2 separate regions of the Mus musculus genome follow, and region 1 is linked to region 2. A link is a contact called in public Hi-C data. All regions are on one chromosome and are shown on one strand. Each heading gives the region's core, a stretch centred on a gene start, on an enhancer-like site or on the middle of the called end of the contact. The rest is flanking DNA. Distances are from core to core; before and after follow the strand shown.

What was found. Hi-C and Micro-C count contacts between places; a contact is called where the count stands out from the background.
Region 1: a Hi-C map of liver shows a contact between it and region 2, with 2.7 times the contacts expected there. The contact joins two enhancer-like sites. A contact is called at or near these places in 1 of 39 promoter capture datasets (liver), 2 of 484 Hi-C or Micro-C datasets (liver and nephron progenitors) and 4 of 115 datasets of contacts at active chromatin or transcription factors (embryonic stem cells, extraembryonic endoderm stem cells and heart atrium).

The regions. Positions count from the first base shown.
Region 1 is chr17:86,711,009-86,715,172 of GRCm38.p6, forward strand. No RefSeq gene overlaps it. Among named protein-coding and RNA genes, the nearest start is that of Epas1, 41 kb to the right of the region's middle. Within about 2 kb of position 2,748, at least 46 of the 459 cell types and tissues checked have an H3K27ac peak or open chromatin away from gene starts, as enhancers often do. A contact at or near this core is called in liver, where this site is marked.
Region 2 is chr17:86,616,850-86,620,929 of GRCm38.p6, forward strand. It overlaps Prkce (protein kinase C, epsilon), which reads left to right. Exons shown (of 15, transcript NM_011104.3): 12 at 3,043-3,181. Among named protein-coding and RNA genes, the nearest start is that of Gm52297, 51 kb to the right of the region's middle. Within about 2 kb of position 1,937, at least 39 of the 459 cell types and tissues checked have an H3K27ac peak or open chromatin away from gene starts, as enhancers often do. A contact at or near this core is called in liver, where this site is marked.

The DNA.
Region 1 (4,164 bases), core at 1,498-3,997, 95 kb after region 2:
ATGGTTCAGTGGAGAAAGTGTACGTGCCACCAAGCCTAAGTACTTGAATTCAATCCCCAGGACTCAGAGAATTGACACCTGCTAGCTGTCTTCTGATTTCCACACACAACATGGCACAGACACCTCCCCCTCCACACACACACACAGGTAATCAGGTTTTTGTTATTGTTTTGGTTTTAGGTTTTAGAGACAGGGTTTCTCTGGGTATCCCTGGCCGTCCTAGAACTTCTATATCTTTGTAGTCCAGGCTGGTCTTGAACTCAGGGATCTACTTGCCTCTGGAATGCTGGGATTACAGCCATGTGCCACCACTGCCTGTCTTAGATAATCAGTTAAATCAGTCTTAAAACAGCAGAGAGGTGGTTGTAAGGCATAAATCCAGTTCCTCTCAGCCCTGGCTGGAATCTTGGGAGTGGCATACGAACATGTGAAGAAAGTATCTGGTTGAGGATTAAGCGTGCAACTAATTTGGAAGAGTTCTTGCCTAGTGTGTAGAAAGTCCTGAGTTTAATCTTCAGCATGGAATAAACCGGGTGTGGTATACCCCTGTAATCTCAGCCCTTGGGAGGTAGAAACAGGAGGCTCAGAAGTTCAGCATCCTTGGTTACATAGCAAGTTTGGGCCAGCCTGGGCCACATAAAACATGGTCTCAGAAATATTTTATCTGGTTCAACCCAAGGCCAATGATAACCAAATCTCTAAGGGTGGTGTTGGGCATCAATCTATTTTGTTAAAGTTTCCCAGCTCTTTCCAGTAGTGTTCAGAGAGTCTGTGTCCCTAAAATCCCTAAAATGATCCTTGCTAACTTTGGGTACTATTAAAAGTCATTTCCCCCAAGAGTCAGAATCCAAGAGTCCAAGGAATGATTGTCATTCTTGGGAGTGTGACTGCCTCTCACCTTATCAGTTCATTGTCTGCAAAGATACACACTAAGCTCTCTGAAGTATAAATTACTGATAACCCTTACAATGAGACACCCTAGTACTGAGCAGGAGGGACCTAGGGGCCTTCTGCATCCGTGTGTCCCTCCCCCGCACCCCACATCCCATGATAGCCAGCTGTTTCCTTTAACGCTGGTCAGATTCCTACAAGGTCCTCTCATAAAGACAGAGAGATACAGGGCCACAACAAGACCTGGGCTTCCGAGCAGGGCAGAGTGTCCCTTTAATTTGCTGCTGGGATTGGGCAGCATATGAGAGGAGGACCTTTGAAACATTTATCTGCTTGTTATTTATCTGGGCAGGGTGAGGAGAGGGGAGAGGCAGGAGAAGAGGTCCTGGGAAGGATGCCCAGAGCCAGAGGCAGTACAGGGAAATCCAGGCGAAGTTTGTTTGAGTAACTTTTACTGTACTCATTTTTATGATAAAAGCAGCAAGTGTTTGCTAGAGAAAAAAAACTTGAACTATACAAGAAAAGTGTAAAAAACAGAAAACAAACTGTGCTTTCACTAGCTGATATGGGCCTCCACGTCCCAATGTCAGTCTCCCGGTGTGCACACACACGTGCCCGCTATGAGTGTGCACCATGCTACACATCCTCTGCCTTTTCCACAAATAGTGTACAATAAACACACTCCATGGCACTTGAAGTTGGTTGGTTTGTGTGTTTGGTTTTGGTTTTATTTTGAGAGACAGCCTCTCTGTAGCCCGGGATGCTTGGCAACTCTATCTTCCAGGCTGGCCATGAACTCACAGAGATGTGCCTGCTTCTGGCCCTTCGGTGCTAGAATTATTTATATTTGTTATTTTTAAGTGTGTGTGGGCACATATCTGAGCACACTCACAAGCTCTCGAACACAAGAGTGGAGTGCCCACAGAACCTAGAAGAGGGGGTTAGATTTCCCTGGAGTGGTTGTAATACATGTGCCGCGGTCCTGGGAACGGAGCTGAGCTCCTCTGCAAGAGCAATGTGTGCTCAGAATCACAACTCCATGTTTCCCGACCCATCATAGATCTTCTAAGGCATGCGTTGCACCAGTTCCACAACAGTCTCTCATCTGTTAGCTCAGAATTTAGCTAATTCATTTTCTATCATTGGATATTTAGGGTGTTTCCAAGATTCCAGTTTTAGATGAAAGATAATAAGGCTGACATTTGTCCACAAATCTCATATTTGTAAATAAAATTTAGTTCATCCATAAAGTTGGCATAGCGCGAAGAAAGGTGGTCTTGGTTTTGTTTGTCTGCTTGCTTTTGAGGCTTTTAAGCATTAATGCAAAATTCATACAATGTAAAACTCATCATGTTACAATGTGTTCTTTGTGACATTTAGTGCAGTCACTGGGTTAAGACAATGATCACAGCCATTGAATTCTCGAAGGAACTCTACTCACAAAGCTGCAGGCCCCATCCCATCCTCCCCTCGAGCTGGGAATACTTTTCCTTTCTGAAATACATTCCTTGGAGAAACACCGGAAAATTTTATTTTGACTCCTTGATTTAGAGCTCTCTCCCTCTCTTTCTCTCTCTCTCTCTCTCTCTCTCTCTCTCTCTCTCTCTCTCTCTCTCTCTCTCTGTGTGTGTGTGTGTGTGTGTGTGTGTGTGTGTGTGTGTGTGTGTGTGTATTTGGATGGCAGGGTTTCTCTGTGTAGCCCTGGTTGTCCTGGAACTCATTTCAGAGATTTCTTGCTCTGACTCATTTCAGAGATTTCTTGCTCTGGGCCTGAGGAGAGAGAGGCAGAGTGTGTGGTAGAGCAGAACTCACCTCCTAGTGCTAGGAAAGCAGAGGAGAGTCCACAGCAAAGTCAAATTCCCAAGGACACGCCCACGGGATGGACACGCCCAGGGGACGTGCTACCCTCGACCAGGGCTCACTTCTGAGGCTTTCCATTCCATCCTAGGAATGCCACCCGATTACAGACGGAGAATGCATCGAGGGAGGAACCCACTGACAAGGTCACAGCCCTCAGGGTCTGATTACTTCCTGGAAACCATTTGGGGAGACACCCAAAGCAAAGCAGACCTTCTCTCAGCTCTTTAAATATTGGCTCAAAAACATTTACCACTCTAATACATGAGGGCTACATTTCCATGGCCAACACACAATTTATTTTTATTTTTCACAACTTTATTGTGGTCAGAAATTTCAAACCTAAGAAGGTTGGAAAAGGGGCTGGAGAGATGGCTCAGCAGTTAAGAGCACCGACTGCTCTTACAGAGGTCCTGAGTTCAATTCCCATGGTGGCTCACGACCATCTGTAATAGGATCCAATGCTTTCTTCTGGTGTGTCTGAAGACAGTGACAGTGTACTCATATAAATAAAAATAAATAAATAATATTAAAAAGAGAAGGCTGAAAAAAAAGAATCAGGTGAATGCCCTTACCCTCTTTACTTCACCCTCCTTCAGTGGTGGAACTTACAAATCTCTTATATAATTTTTCGCATATACATCTTCTCTTCTCCTTCTGTGTATTCATACTTTTTTTTGGTTAAATGGGTTGAAAATATCAAGACACCATGATCTTCCACTCACTTCTCAGAACAATTATATATCTTCCCAGGACTGTAATACTCTAACCAAGCTTGCAAATCTAGATGTGATATTCAATATTTATGTGTTCGAAAAATGCATGTCAATATGACAGATAAGTTAGATGTAACCATATCAAACTCAATCTCTCTCCCTCTCCCCCTCCCTTCCCCCCCCCCCCCCGGCTTGAAGTGTACCACCCTCGAGACTCACATCCTGACACACATCACCTGCACTCGTAGGCATGTGGTTGTGGGAATGTTCATAAACCTCTTCAGCATAAGATTCTTCCTGTGCAAACCTGAGCTTTTGATAATTTAAATTACAAAATGTAAACACTGCCTCTACAGCATGGGAAAATGTACAGCAAATCTAAGGTATTCGATTATTTACAATGGTTCAGCTAAAATGGACATTAGGAGACAACTTTAGATCGGTCCACTGTACAGATGAGAAAACTGAGGTCCAGCATGAGAAGTGGGGTCCTCCCACTGTAGCTGTATTTGAGCTCCTGTATTATTTTGCACGCCCATTGGAAGTGTACTAATATAATCCAAGGTGTCCAGCCTGTACACTTGCAATCCGGTGCACTCAGGTTAATGCCTAATTAGTGTGTCTGCATGTTTTGGATGGACAATTCTCTATTTCTCTGGCAAAGGCAGTCTTTACTTCCAGTGGACATAGATCCTAGTGC
Region 2 (4,080 bases), core at 687-3,186:
TACACACCCCGACTGCAGCACCTTAAGCATAATGAAAACAAATGCTGAAAAACTTCTACAGAGGTGCAAGGATGTTCTGAGACACTGTTTAAACCTGGCACACACCGAAGCTTGGCAGCATAGCATGCCATGGCAAAGTGTCACCTGTTGCCAATGGAAGGTTAGGAAGTTAGCCTCTAAGGAGGACAGCTTGGTGACCCACTGAAAAGGCTAAACATGGATGGCATTGGCAATAAATCAAATAAAGGTTATCACATTGGTTCATCTATAAGGATCATCTATAAGGAAAGGGGGACAACTAAAGGCCTTATTCTTGAAACATAAAAAAAGTCCCAGATTATGGATATGCGCACGTGTTTGAGGACGAAGAAGATGAGGTTGGTACCTGGGCAGTTGTCTTTCTGAAAAACTGTTGGTCAGGATAGCTAAATACTTGTTCTGTGTTGAGCTGGGTACTGAGTACCTGGGAGTTCTCCAGGTAGAAAGACTCACCCCTGCCTCCCCCACCCCTCCCCTGCCCCAAAGCTGGACCTCTGAGAAGGCAAAGCTGGGCCAAGTCTGGACCTCCCAGCCCTCCTCCCTCCCAGAGGCCTACAGACTCCTAGTGGTTCATCGAAATATCACTAAAAGCTGCAGGTGAGAAACTCCTGGGGAAGTGGAAAGCCACAAGTCTGAGGGAGTCATTGCTGGACAGGAGAAGGAAAGAAACGGGGGAGGGGGGTGTGGACAGCACTGTCCTTCAGTGCTTCCTCCCCATAAACACACATAAACACACACACACATACCACACACACAACACACATACACACACACACACACACACACACACACACACACACACACAGAGCTTCTCCTGACAACCCTGCACTAGACAAGCTTGCCCCAGAGGGATGGACACTTTGTGGTGAGACTGAAAATCTCCAGAGAAATGGCCTTCTAATGGCAGCCCAGGCTGGTTCCCAGGGATTGATTGTCTAAACCTTCTGTCCCCAAAGAAAGCAGTCACTCACCCTTCCTGTGTTTGGTTTTGTGTGCAAAGTTAAGAGTTTTCAAAGATTCAGATATCAGAGTGGGAACGGGAGGAAGTAGCCAGAGGTAGAACTCCGTACATCACTGGCTACAGGGTGGGAAGGAGTGTTTTGGCTAAGGCCAACCCAGGTCATAGCCAAGGGCACTCATAGGACTTGCTCATATCCAACAGCAGCTGGGTCAGCTTCTTCCCCAGGGAGAAGAGAGGGCAGGAAGCAAAGAGGCCAGGGAGGAGTGGACTAGAGAAAGAAGAACAGGAGGCAGGAAGAAACGAGAGGCTGTCCCTAACTGGCCAGAAGCCTATGAGAAGGAGGGGTGGTGCCTGCTGGAGCCAAAACTACTCCACCTGGAACCTGAGTCAGATCAGAACCAGGCTTGTGCGGACTCGGGGGGGTCTTTAGACTCATGACATACTACTATTACCCTTGCTCAACCCATATAAAGGAAGCTGCTTCTTACAGAGAAGAATTTAACACAAAGGATGTGGCCGAAGATGTTCACCTTTCACACACTTCAAAACATCGGTCCTTCAAACAAGTCCACAAACATAGCGTGTGGTCCCGAGCTGACAGACAGGGGACCAGCCCAGCAAGGTGACTTTTAGCAGGGCTATGCCACAGCCAGTGATGAAACCCTGACAGCCTGGATCCCAGCCCAGCATTCAGCCCAGCTTTCCCACCCCAGCCAGAGCCAAGCCTTGCCCCCTCTCGCTGCCAGGGCTGGGGTCGGTGGCTAGCTGCAGTGGCCCAGTTGTTTGGGCTCACTGTGCCTTCTGTAACTCCGGAGTATTTGCTTAGAGCAGCACTTTTCTATGTGATTGCTTCTTTCTCAAGGAATCCCAGCTGTAAGCAGAAATAGGGTCACAGATACAATGCAGGCAGGTCCAGAAGCACTTCCTGCCCCACCTCCACTCCAGTCTGGGTCCCATGGGATGCCTGGAGCTCTCAAGTTGAGATGCCAGCAGGCACATGAGCATGGCCCTTTCTGACCTCTGCTTGTACGGGAAGAGGCCTTCTTTGCAAGGCTCACCTCAATAGCCCAGAGTAGTTGCTGAGGGAGACACAATGTGAATGGTTACTCCAACCACATAGTCTAGATTCCTCTACAGAGCCAGGCCTGGGGTTTGCAGGGGTGGTGGAAAAATTATTTTCTACCAACCTGGTTTCTAGGTAAGAAATCTTAGAACTCTGGTGTGTTAAAATGGGCCTCAAAGAAACCACCTTGATTGAGGCTGGCCCGCTCCTGTGACTCTCACCTCTCCTATACAGAAACATCTGGATCTAGATTATTTCTCTTACCTGTTACACCCAGATTGACCTTGCTCAGGCACCATGCTCCTGCAGGCAGGGCTCAGCCTCCCTTGGTATGGATTTCAAATCCCTCTTTCCAGCATCTCAGACTCTTTGAAGTTGTCCCTCAAAGACACAGCTGTCTTGTCTCACTATGGTCAGGAACCCCGTTCTCTGGCCTCTTTCCCTTTGCCTCTACCTTCCATCTCCTTTGATTGCTCTCTTCACGGTCTGTCCAAATGCTAGCTTTCACCGAACCCTGAGAGCCACTGCTGTTGGCCATACATCAACAGATGTTGGCTACACCAACCATCCGTCATCTCCCCCCTCTCAAACTCAGCAGCTCAAACTCTTGTGGATTTTTTTTCCTGATTCAGTGATGCTATATATATGTGACCCTGAATCCCCTGAGCTAGTTAACTTGTGAAGGATGGAGGTCAGAGGAGACCTCCTTTCTCACAGAAGGATCTAAATATGAGTTCTAACCCTAATATGGCCCCGATTCTGTGCAGGATCCTGTCTTTTGCTGAGGTATTGTAAATGCTGTTGAAGGTTGTCCAGCTGGGAAATGGCCCTAGCCTGAGGTTAATGAGGCAGGTCAAAACCTACTCCAAGATTGCCTTGACTGGAGATGTCCCTAGGGTATGTGCTTCTTTCTCTCTAACTCAAGAAAGGCCCTGTGGTGTGTATGAGGCTAACCATGTGGCCTTGACCTGTGTTGCAGGGATTTGAAACTGGACAACATCCTTCTAGATGCAGAAGGCCACTGCAAGCTGGCTGACTTTGGGATGTGCAAGGAAGGGATTATGAATGGTGTGACAACTACCACCTTCTGTGGGACTCCTGACTACATAGCTCCAGAGGTAAGGCCCACCCACGTGCAGAGTTAGCTTCTCTCTCTTAGCGTCAGAACAGAGAAACAACCCAATGCCGTGCATGTGGGGGTCATCCGAGGATGCCAAGAGAAGACTCTGCAAAAGCCAGATGGATTCTAGGAGTAAGAGACAGGAAGGGAAATGGTTTCATGATTTTTCTGTAAGGATGGAGTGGTAGTGAGGATGGACTGGTGAGCTGAGAGCGACCAGCTAGTCCCCATGCTTGAGTAAGTCCTCGCTAAGTATCATGCATCCACCCAGAGCTACCGCCAGAGCTCGGACTAACAGGAACCGGTTGACTTGCAGGAGAGTTTTCACTTCTTACTGAATGGAAACATTGAAAGCCCACTGAAGAGGCAGCCAAGTAACTTCACCAGATGTCAGATAAACAGCAAAACCAGGAATGCTTTGCCATTTCCACTGAGGTAGCAAGTCTGTAGAGTGCGCATGCACATAGGACATGAGGACAGGGTAAGCAAAGGTCAGAGGTGTCTACTATGAGCTTTACCTGTGTGAAAGTTGAGTCACCATGTTGTGACCATTTGTCTTGTGTCCTTCCAGAGCAGTCTGACCCAAACTGAGAGGTCCTTAGCATGAATGATTCAAACTTAGCCGTGTAGTCACACAGACACTTAATTAAATGCCTTCGATGGTTTTTGAGACACGTAAGATGGGAGGCAGGTACCAAGCCTATTAAGCACTACCCGTGTGTAGAAAGCCGCTTCCATGGGACATCATCTGAGCACCTGCCAGACAAAGCTCTATGGACATGGAGCTGACTGAGGCTCTGGCTGCTCTTCTAAGAGAGCTTTTGGTCTAGACAGAGTGACACCGAAACAAGCAGAGCAATGGTGCCTAAAACAGGACAGGGCCCACAGGATATGGGA